2 separate regions of the Gossypium arboreum genome follow, and region 1 is linked to region 2. Evidence: chromatin contacts called from public Hi-C data. All regions are on one chromosome and are shown on one strand. The core of a region is the stretch at or near the end of the contact, and the rest is flanking DNA. Distances in the headings are between cores, read along the strand shown.

Evidence for each region. A called contact is a pair of places that touch in the nucleus more often than the background predicts.
Region 1: a contact with region 2 is called in a Hi-C map of leaf, with 2.1 times the contacts expected there. The contact joins the promoter of LOC108463638 here to the promoter of LOC108462455 in region 2. A contact is called at or near these places in 3 of 5 Hi-C or Micro-C datasets (all in leaf).

The regions. Positions count from the first base shown.
Region 1 is chr2:16,352,486-16,356,775 of ASM2569848v2, forward strand. LOC108463638 (origin of replication complex subunit 3) reads left to right here and starts at 2,013. Exons shown (of 18, transcript XM_017763550.2): 1 at 2,013-2,212; 2 at 2,465-2,665; 3 at 2,739-2,913; 4 at 3,074-3,243; 5 at 3,341-3,468; 6 at 3,910-4,183. The coding sequence starts at 2,141. It overlaps LOC128285383 (a long non-coding RNA gene), which reads right to left and starts at 480. Exons shown (of 4, transcript XR_008275893.1): 1 at 440-480.
Region 2 is chr2:15,839,880-15,843,763 of ASM2569848v2, forward strand. It overlaps LOC108462455 (growth-regulating factor 4-like), which reads left to right and starts at 1,339. Exons shown (of 4, transcript XM_017762404.2): 1 at 1,339-2,246; 2 at 3,351-3,708. The coding sequence starts at 2,006.

The sequences.
Region 1 (4,290 bases), core at 763-3,262, 510 kb after region 2:
CCTAAGCTAAGTTCTCAAGTAACCGAAACCTTCGACATAGCAAACTTAAATTCCAAATATTTCGGTCTGTATTTAATATTTTCGTCTAAAACTGATTCTGTTCATCTGATTATTCACCCATGACAGATTCTCAACCTTTAAACTACACAACTACTCAATTCATGGTATCAAAATTTTTGACATGTTCATGGTAATTTTAACGAAAATTAATTATAACTCAAGAATTCTTTAACGAAAGTTTAAAGTAAATTTAGAAACCTTCTAATTACATAAAAAATAATTGAAAAACACTTTGAAACCACGTTTTTACACAAAATCTTGACATCCACCATTAACGATCCAATTTTCAACTTTTATTCAAAACATGCGATTTAATGACTAAAAACTTAGTTTTAAAGACTAAATAACATTTAAAACTATTTAAGAGTTGAATCGTTACCTTAGTTTACGAAAACCAAGTATTTGATAAAAAACCCGAAGAAACCCAAAAACTTAACAATGGAGAAATCTATGGTGATTTGAGCGTTTTTCTTGGATTTCTATGGAGGTTTATGGCTTGGGTGATGATAGAAATTAAAGGATTACAGTTTGGAAGATCAAAATAGGCGATTGAGGTTGGGGGTCTCAAAGGGATGGCACAACAAAAAGGAAGAGAATGTTTCTTTTCTTTTCTTTTATTCACGTCAAAACTAAGGTGAAAAGTGGGAAATATGGGCTGATTTTAAATTTTGATTTATTTGCCTCTTAAAAGTTCAAAATTTAGACCTTTTTACAAATCAGTCCACTTTTCAAATTAAAGGTCCTTTGAACATCTTTTTCAAAAATTGATTTAATTTTTTAAAAACTATAGTAAAAAATATTTCCAACTACCATGCTTACAAAATTCTCGAGCACACTAAAACTAATATTTGAATATACCCCTAAAACTACTAGGCTAAATTTTGGGGTATTACAGTAAAACTTGTAGAAGAATTGGTTCTCCTAAGGGAAGGAAATATCTTTTTGTTTTCGAATTTCTTATAAGGGTTCTACTATCAAAATTTCTAAATTACTAAAATTGCCAACAAGGATACTTTTTCCTAAACATGCCTAACTCATGGCTTTCTGGATTGTGTATCAATACTCAACAAAAATAATAATATTTTAATAAAGATCGTTAAACTAGAACTCGAAGATATTGAAAACAAATTTGAAGATTTCCAAAACTTATAGTTATCTGTTCCTCCTTGGCTTTGATGCCAAACGAGTCTTGAGGATATTAGGATGGGTGGAAGTTAAGTTTTACTAAAAATGAAAATTTTCAACATTTAATATTTTAAATGTGTTTGATAATTATTTTAATTTTTGCTTAATATAAAATTTTCAATAAAAAAGTGTGGAATAAGATAAGTAGGTAGGTAGGTAGGTAGCTACTTATCACTTAATGGAGAAAATATTAAGTTAATTTTATTTTATTAAAAATTAAAATAAATTATCTTTTTAAAAAAAGAGATATTCAAATTACCATATGTAGCTTTTATCCAAAACTCTCCAAAATAATATAATATAATATATTATATTATATTAATAAGATTAAGTTTTAAAAATGAATAATCTTTTAAAATCAATCCTTCCTTTTACCAAACAACTTAATTATATTCAATAATTATATTTAGTAATTTATCAAACAATTTTCTAATATAAATTCAACACTTATAAAATTTAGCAATAAAAATTCAGTACTTAATTTTTCAGCACTTAATTTTTATCAAACACACATTTAGTTAATATTTTAATTATTTATAGATATATTTGTAATTTTTATAAAATAATTCTTTTACAAATTCATAATTTAATTTGTTTTATGTGGGCCTTGCAAGAATGAAAATGATAATACAAAAAGAAGTGGATGGCCCGTTTGAATTTGGATATTGAAGAGCCTGACTAAGATCTAGAAATACGGCTCAGCCCACTCAAAATCAAGAGAAATATTTTTGTTTGACATTTATACCCCTGAGGCATTTCCCGCCAAAACTGAAAGGAAAGAACCCCTGGATTGAAAACTGGAATGTAGAAACTAGCTCACAAAACATACCCATAAACCCTAAAAATGGCATAAAAATTCCTCTAAAATCTATCAAAACGATCAAAATCAAAATCAATGGCTCCTTCGTTAAATGACGATTCGCCTCCTTCAACCATTGACGAAGCCTTCACCGAAAATAATCTCCAGGTTCCTTTCCCTGTGATTGTTTTTTTTTTTCATAAAAAAATGTTTTTGTTTCATTTCCCAAAAAAAAATAATAAATCACACTTTATACGTTTTTCTGCTTGGTTCTCAGAAAAAAGTCTTCGTTGTAAATTTATTTTAAAAAAATGCATGGCATATATTTCATGGTTAAAAGTACTTATTTAGTTAACTTTGAATATGTTGAGGTTTTGAATAGATTTTTATTAATTATTTTTCCCCAAAAAAACATGGCAGCCGTTTTTTGTTCTTCAAAAAGGACCGTCTCGGAAATCAGATAGAAAATCATCAGGAACTGGAAGAACAAGGAGATTCGATTTGTCTTCAGCATCACCAAAGAATTCTGCGAATATCGAAGACGAAAAGGAAGATGAAAACATGAACTTGAGAATGGAAGCCTTTGAATTTGTTTGGTCAAAAATTGAATCAACCATTAAAGTAGGTAAAAGTCCTAGTTTATTTATTCCTTACGCTTTTACTTTTCCCTTTTAAAAATTGTATAGCTTTGCAGGATGTTTTGAGAGTTATTAATACGAACGTGTTTAGCGAAATACAAACTTGGGTGCATCAATCTTTTGACACAATCAGATCACTTGGGACTCCCGAGTTTCCTGAAGCTACTCAATCATTCCCTATTATAACCGATGCTAATTCTAAAAGGCTATTTACTGGGCTTGTTCTTACTAGTAAGTTTTATGCTTCTTACTTTAGTTTAATGTTTGGTTGGAGTTGTTGCCCTTACCTTGTTTAACTAAAATTCTTTGGTCTATCTCGTTGGGTGCATGATGCATGCTATAAATATATCGTTTACAAAAGCTATTCTTTATGGTATATAATGGTTGACAGAGAATATGGAGTTTGTTGATGATCTACTGACTTTTGAAGAACTTGGAAAACACTTGAAATATCAAGGATGCCATGTTGCTAACCTTTCCTCACTTGACTTTACTGCCAAAAATGGGGTTGGTGGTTGCCTAAGAAGTTTATTAAGACAGTTTTTAATGTCTTCTTTGGATGTAAGTACTGGTAACAGCTCTCTTTGACTGTTGAACGATAATTTACTTGCAGTTTGTAACTTGAGCTTGTTCCTTATTTCCCTTTTTGTTTGAGCAGCCAGCTGACATATCAATCTTAGCATCATGGTACAGAGAAGAAAACTGCAATAATCCAGTGGTTGTGATTATTGATGACATCGAGCGTTGTTGTGGGTCTGTCTTGTCTGATTTCATCCTTATGTTAAGGTATTACAGCACATCCTCTCATTCTTTTACAACCTGAAAGTCCTAAACTATCTCTTTATCATTTACTTATCTACTCAGATTCTCCTTGCTCTGGATCAGTCTTATGATACTGCATTATGTTTTTTTTTTTTTATGAAACCAGACTTTTCCTTGCTCTCAATGCTTTTGACACTAGGTTTAAATTCACTTTACTATTCATCTCCTAGTATAAGTGTTGCTTGCTGTTAGTTTTTGGATTCAGAGCCTTTTATCTAATATCAAGTTATTTTCTTGCTTTTATATCCAAATACATACCTAAAACCTGTCTTTATTATTTGCTCTTATATCCAAACGCAGTTTCTATATTTTTTTTTTCTTTTGGAAGTAAAATGTACCAATGGTAACAAACAAATCACACTCACCTAATAATCTGTATTGCACTTGCCTTTTTGTTTCTGTCAGTGAATGGGTTATCAAGATTCCTGTTATTCTAATAATGGGGGTTGCAACAACGCTTGATGCCCCAAGAAATATACTTCCTTCAAATGCTTTACGGTGCTTGTGCCCCTTTGAGTTCACCTTGGGAACCCCAGCCGAGAGAATGGATGCAGTTGTTGAGGCTGTTCTTGTGAAGCCTTGTTCTGGGTTTATCATTGGCCACAAGGTAGCAGTTTTTATGAGAAACTACTTTGTAAGCCAGGATGGAACTCTAACATCTTTTATTAGAGCTTTAAAGGTTTGTAACTCCATTTTGGCATAAATAAGGAGTTTATTCTTGGTTTTGCAGTGTTGCTGTTAACTTCTTGTGACTTTGAACATAATTGCATTCTTGCTGAAAATCTG
Region 2 (3,884 bases), core at 89-2,588:
TTACTTAATTTTAAAATTTAAAATTATAAAAATTATAAAAATTTTAAAAATTAAAAAAATTAAAATTATAAAAATATATTTTAAAAACTTAAAAGTAAATTAAATTTTGACGTGTCATCTAGGTGGCAATCCATGTATATACCATGTCAGCAAAGGAAACAAACATTAACTTTTCCATCAATTTTGGAGTGATTTGACAAAAAATACAAACTCAAGGGTTAAAAGAGACAAAATATTACATGGAGGGCTTAAATAACTTTTTTGTAAAGTTGTAGGGCTAAAAAACTCATTATGCCAATTAAAATTAAGGTAAACTACATCCAATGTTAGTAAACTATTAATAAGTTTATATTTTGGTCACTTAACTTCAGCAAGTTACAAAAAGATCATTGGATATTTAAAAGTTTTTATTTAAGTTATTGAATTATTAAAAAGTTTTTATTTAAATCTCTAAGTTGTTAATTTTTTTTATTTAAGTCACTAAACTATTAATAAATTTGGCTAGTGAGCTCCAATTGACAATTCGATGATTGATAGGGTGGATCAGTATTCACTAATAAGTAGAAAAGTAAATTTTAAATTCAAGTTGATTTGATGGTCAATTTCAAAAATCAAAGAAAAAAACTTTATGGATCTTAATTTGTAGAATTACGACATTGAATTGTTTCATAAAAGAATGAACTATAAAAAAAGAGAAATAAAAATTTTTAATTGGCGTAAATAATTTAAATAGAAAAGACAGTACGATATTAATTTTAATAATATAATAATTTAAATAAAACCATCAAATAATTCATTAATAATTTTATTAATTTTTGAAGTTGAATGATGACCACAACCTTAAAAAATATTAACACCAGTTTACTTTTTACACATAAAATTCCTTCACCTACCTCAACCATGACAGTCAATTTAAAACTATAGTGGGTCCTATCCTATTAAAAAACCCACGTCCGGACGCTAGAAAGATCTTCGTGTTTTATTAAGGTTTTACAGAATTATAAAGAAAAAGAAAAAAAACCTATTCCTGAACAGTAAAAGAAATATATATATACATGTATAAATAAAAACTAATTTTATATAGCGTGTAATTTTTCTTTTTAGATTTCATATGCACGTAAATAAGTTAACACTTATTTTATTTTATCTTTACATATATTTTAATTTTACAAGTAAAACTTAAAAAATCAAATATATCTTAAATTATATATTATTTGTTACTAAAGAATAGTTTTCTTAGATATTTAAAAATGATCTACAAAAATGTGACAGTTAATTGAAAGATAATTTATCAAATAATAATTTTGCAATGTCAATGGGTTCTTTCTCTTTATCCACATTTGACTGGTTACCGAAAGCTGTCTCACACATCACTTCATCTCAAGACAACACAACCTCTTCCCAACAACAACAAACAACAAACAACAAACAACATCTCTGGTTCAGATTTATCCAATCAAATTAAATTAATTAACCCACACTTAGCTAATTAAATTCAAGTATTTATTAGTCTAACCATTGACTCAATTAAGCCATAATTAACCCTAACATTATTGTTACGAGAAAAAGGGCTTTTGTCTTCCCCATTAAAGATGGGACTAAACTTATATTCAAAAAAAAAAAAAAAAAAAGAAAAGAAAAAAAAGATGGGACTAAACTTGGGCTTTGGGGATTCCTGCCCAGGCACTTCCTTCCCTTTCCTCCTTAACACATAACAAAGCGAAGCAAATCAGATATATATGTTAGATAGAGACTTTGTGACATAGTAATAGAAGGAACAAGAAATATGTTGGAAGATAGAGGTTCTTTTTGATCTATGTCCCCAAGTTTTTCTCCTTATTAGTCCTAAAAACATGTTACAGTTTGTGGGTTTAAAAGGCTTTTGAAGTTACAAAAAGTGGGTTAAATTCTAGGAATAAAGAAGGAAAAAGTGAGCATAGCGAGTTCTTTTTTTCTCTTACTATTGATATATTTATAAATACAAGTTTCTTGGGTAGCGTTGGAGATGAATAGTGGCGGTGGAGGTGGCGGTGGTGGCGTTGGGGGAGGAGGGGCTGGGAGTGGTGGTGGGGGGATGATGGCAATAAGGTCATCACCATTTACAGTGTCACAATGGCAAGAACTGGAACATCAAGCTTTGATCTTTAAGTATATGATGGCAGGTTTGCCTGTGCCACCTGATCTTGTGCTCCCTATTCAGAAGAGCTTTGAGTCCATTTCTCATAGGTTCTTTCACCACCCCACCAGTAAGCCCAATATGATTTTCTTTCATCTTTTATTTTTATTTTTAATCTCCCCTTCTCTTTTATCTCCCCTTTTCTTTTATTATTCTTTTCTAAACCTTTGATGTTTTGAGTTTTTTTTTTTGTCCTCTGGGTGTGTTTGTTTTGATTTGAGGAATCTTGTTCAGTATGCAGGTGTTTTCTTGTAAAAAAAAAAAAGAGATCTCTTTTTTCTATATTGATCTCTTTATTTTGAAAACCATAATCAAATTTTTTTTTTGATTTGAACCATAACCAGATTTTAAATAAAATTGGGGTTGAAATTGCTTCATACTTTTTTTTATGACTAAAAAATAAATAAGTAAAAAGATTGCTCATTTGCAAGAGATGGTTTCCCCCTTTTTAAAGGGTTTTAAGATAAAAGATTTTGATATGGTTGAGTGGATATTTGATTTTTCGATGATGCTTTTTACTTCCAGTGGGATAGGTTGGGAAACATTCCTTAAATTAATTGACTTTGAAGAGCTGTTGGGTTTTGGGGATAATCTCTTTACTTGCTTATTAAAATCACATTTCTAGGACCAAGATTAGTCGTTTTCGCTTTTTCCTCAATTTTCTTACATACAAGTTTGAAAAGCAAAAAAAAAAAAAAAAAAAAAAAAAAGAAGAAAAGAAGAAAAGAAAAACACTTGGTTCTATGTTTCAGTTGCTTTCCTTTCTTTGTTGTTTTTGTGTGTTAAGTTGGTTTCTTCTGGTGATATTACCTTTCGTCATGGATTGTCTTTAAATTTCTTTTACTTTTATAGTAGTTTATCTCAAAAGATTCTTCTAAGGTGATGCCAAATCCTTTTCTTCTGTGTTTCTTTATTCATCCATGTGATATTGCTGATGTCTTAATCATCAAGTATTATATCACTTTTTGACAATTCTTTATTCATATTTTGATGCTTGTAATTTTAGAGTTTTCTAACATCATTGTTATAATTTATTATGTTGTCATTGTTGCTGATGTTCCGTTTTCTTGTTTTACTTGTAACTTACTTTATTCTTGTTTTGTCAATCTTGTTCCTTTTTGTTGAAGAAAACCTAGCTAGTAATGAATCAGAGTTTTTGAGTGTAAATTTGCAGTGGGGTATTGTTCCTTCTATGGGAAGAAGGTGGATCCGGAGCCAGGAAGATGCCGGAGGACCGACGGCAAGAAATGGCGTTGCTCCAAAGATGCATACCCTGACTCCAAGTACTGTGAGCGGCATATGCATCGTGGCCGTAACCGTTCAAGAAAGCCTGTGGAATCGCAAACTATGGCACAGTCATCATCTACTGTGACATCATTGACTGTTTCTGGAAACAGTGGTGGGACTGGAAGCTTCCAGTGCCTTCCGTTACATGCCTTCAGTGGTACTCAACAAGTTACTGCTTCTGGACCTAATCAGTCCCATTATCATATTGAGTCAATCCCCTATGGAATCCCAAGCAAAGATCATAGGTAATCCTCATTTCATGCGTTTTAGTTTCGCATAATTTCATTCTTTGCATGTTATAGAAAAGAACTAAAACCAGAACTTGATTCCTTCATAATATTTCTTTTCTGTTTACGACATTAAATTTTGGTGTCTTTTGTTTAGGGTAATGCCTACACTGAGAAAGGTTGGCAATTTTGAA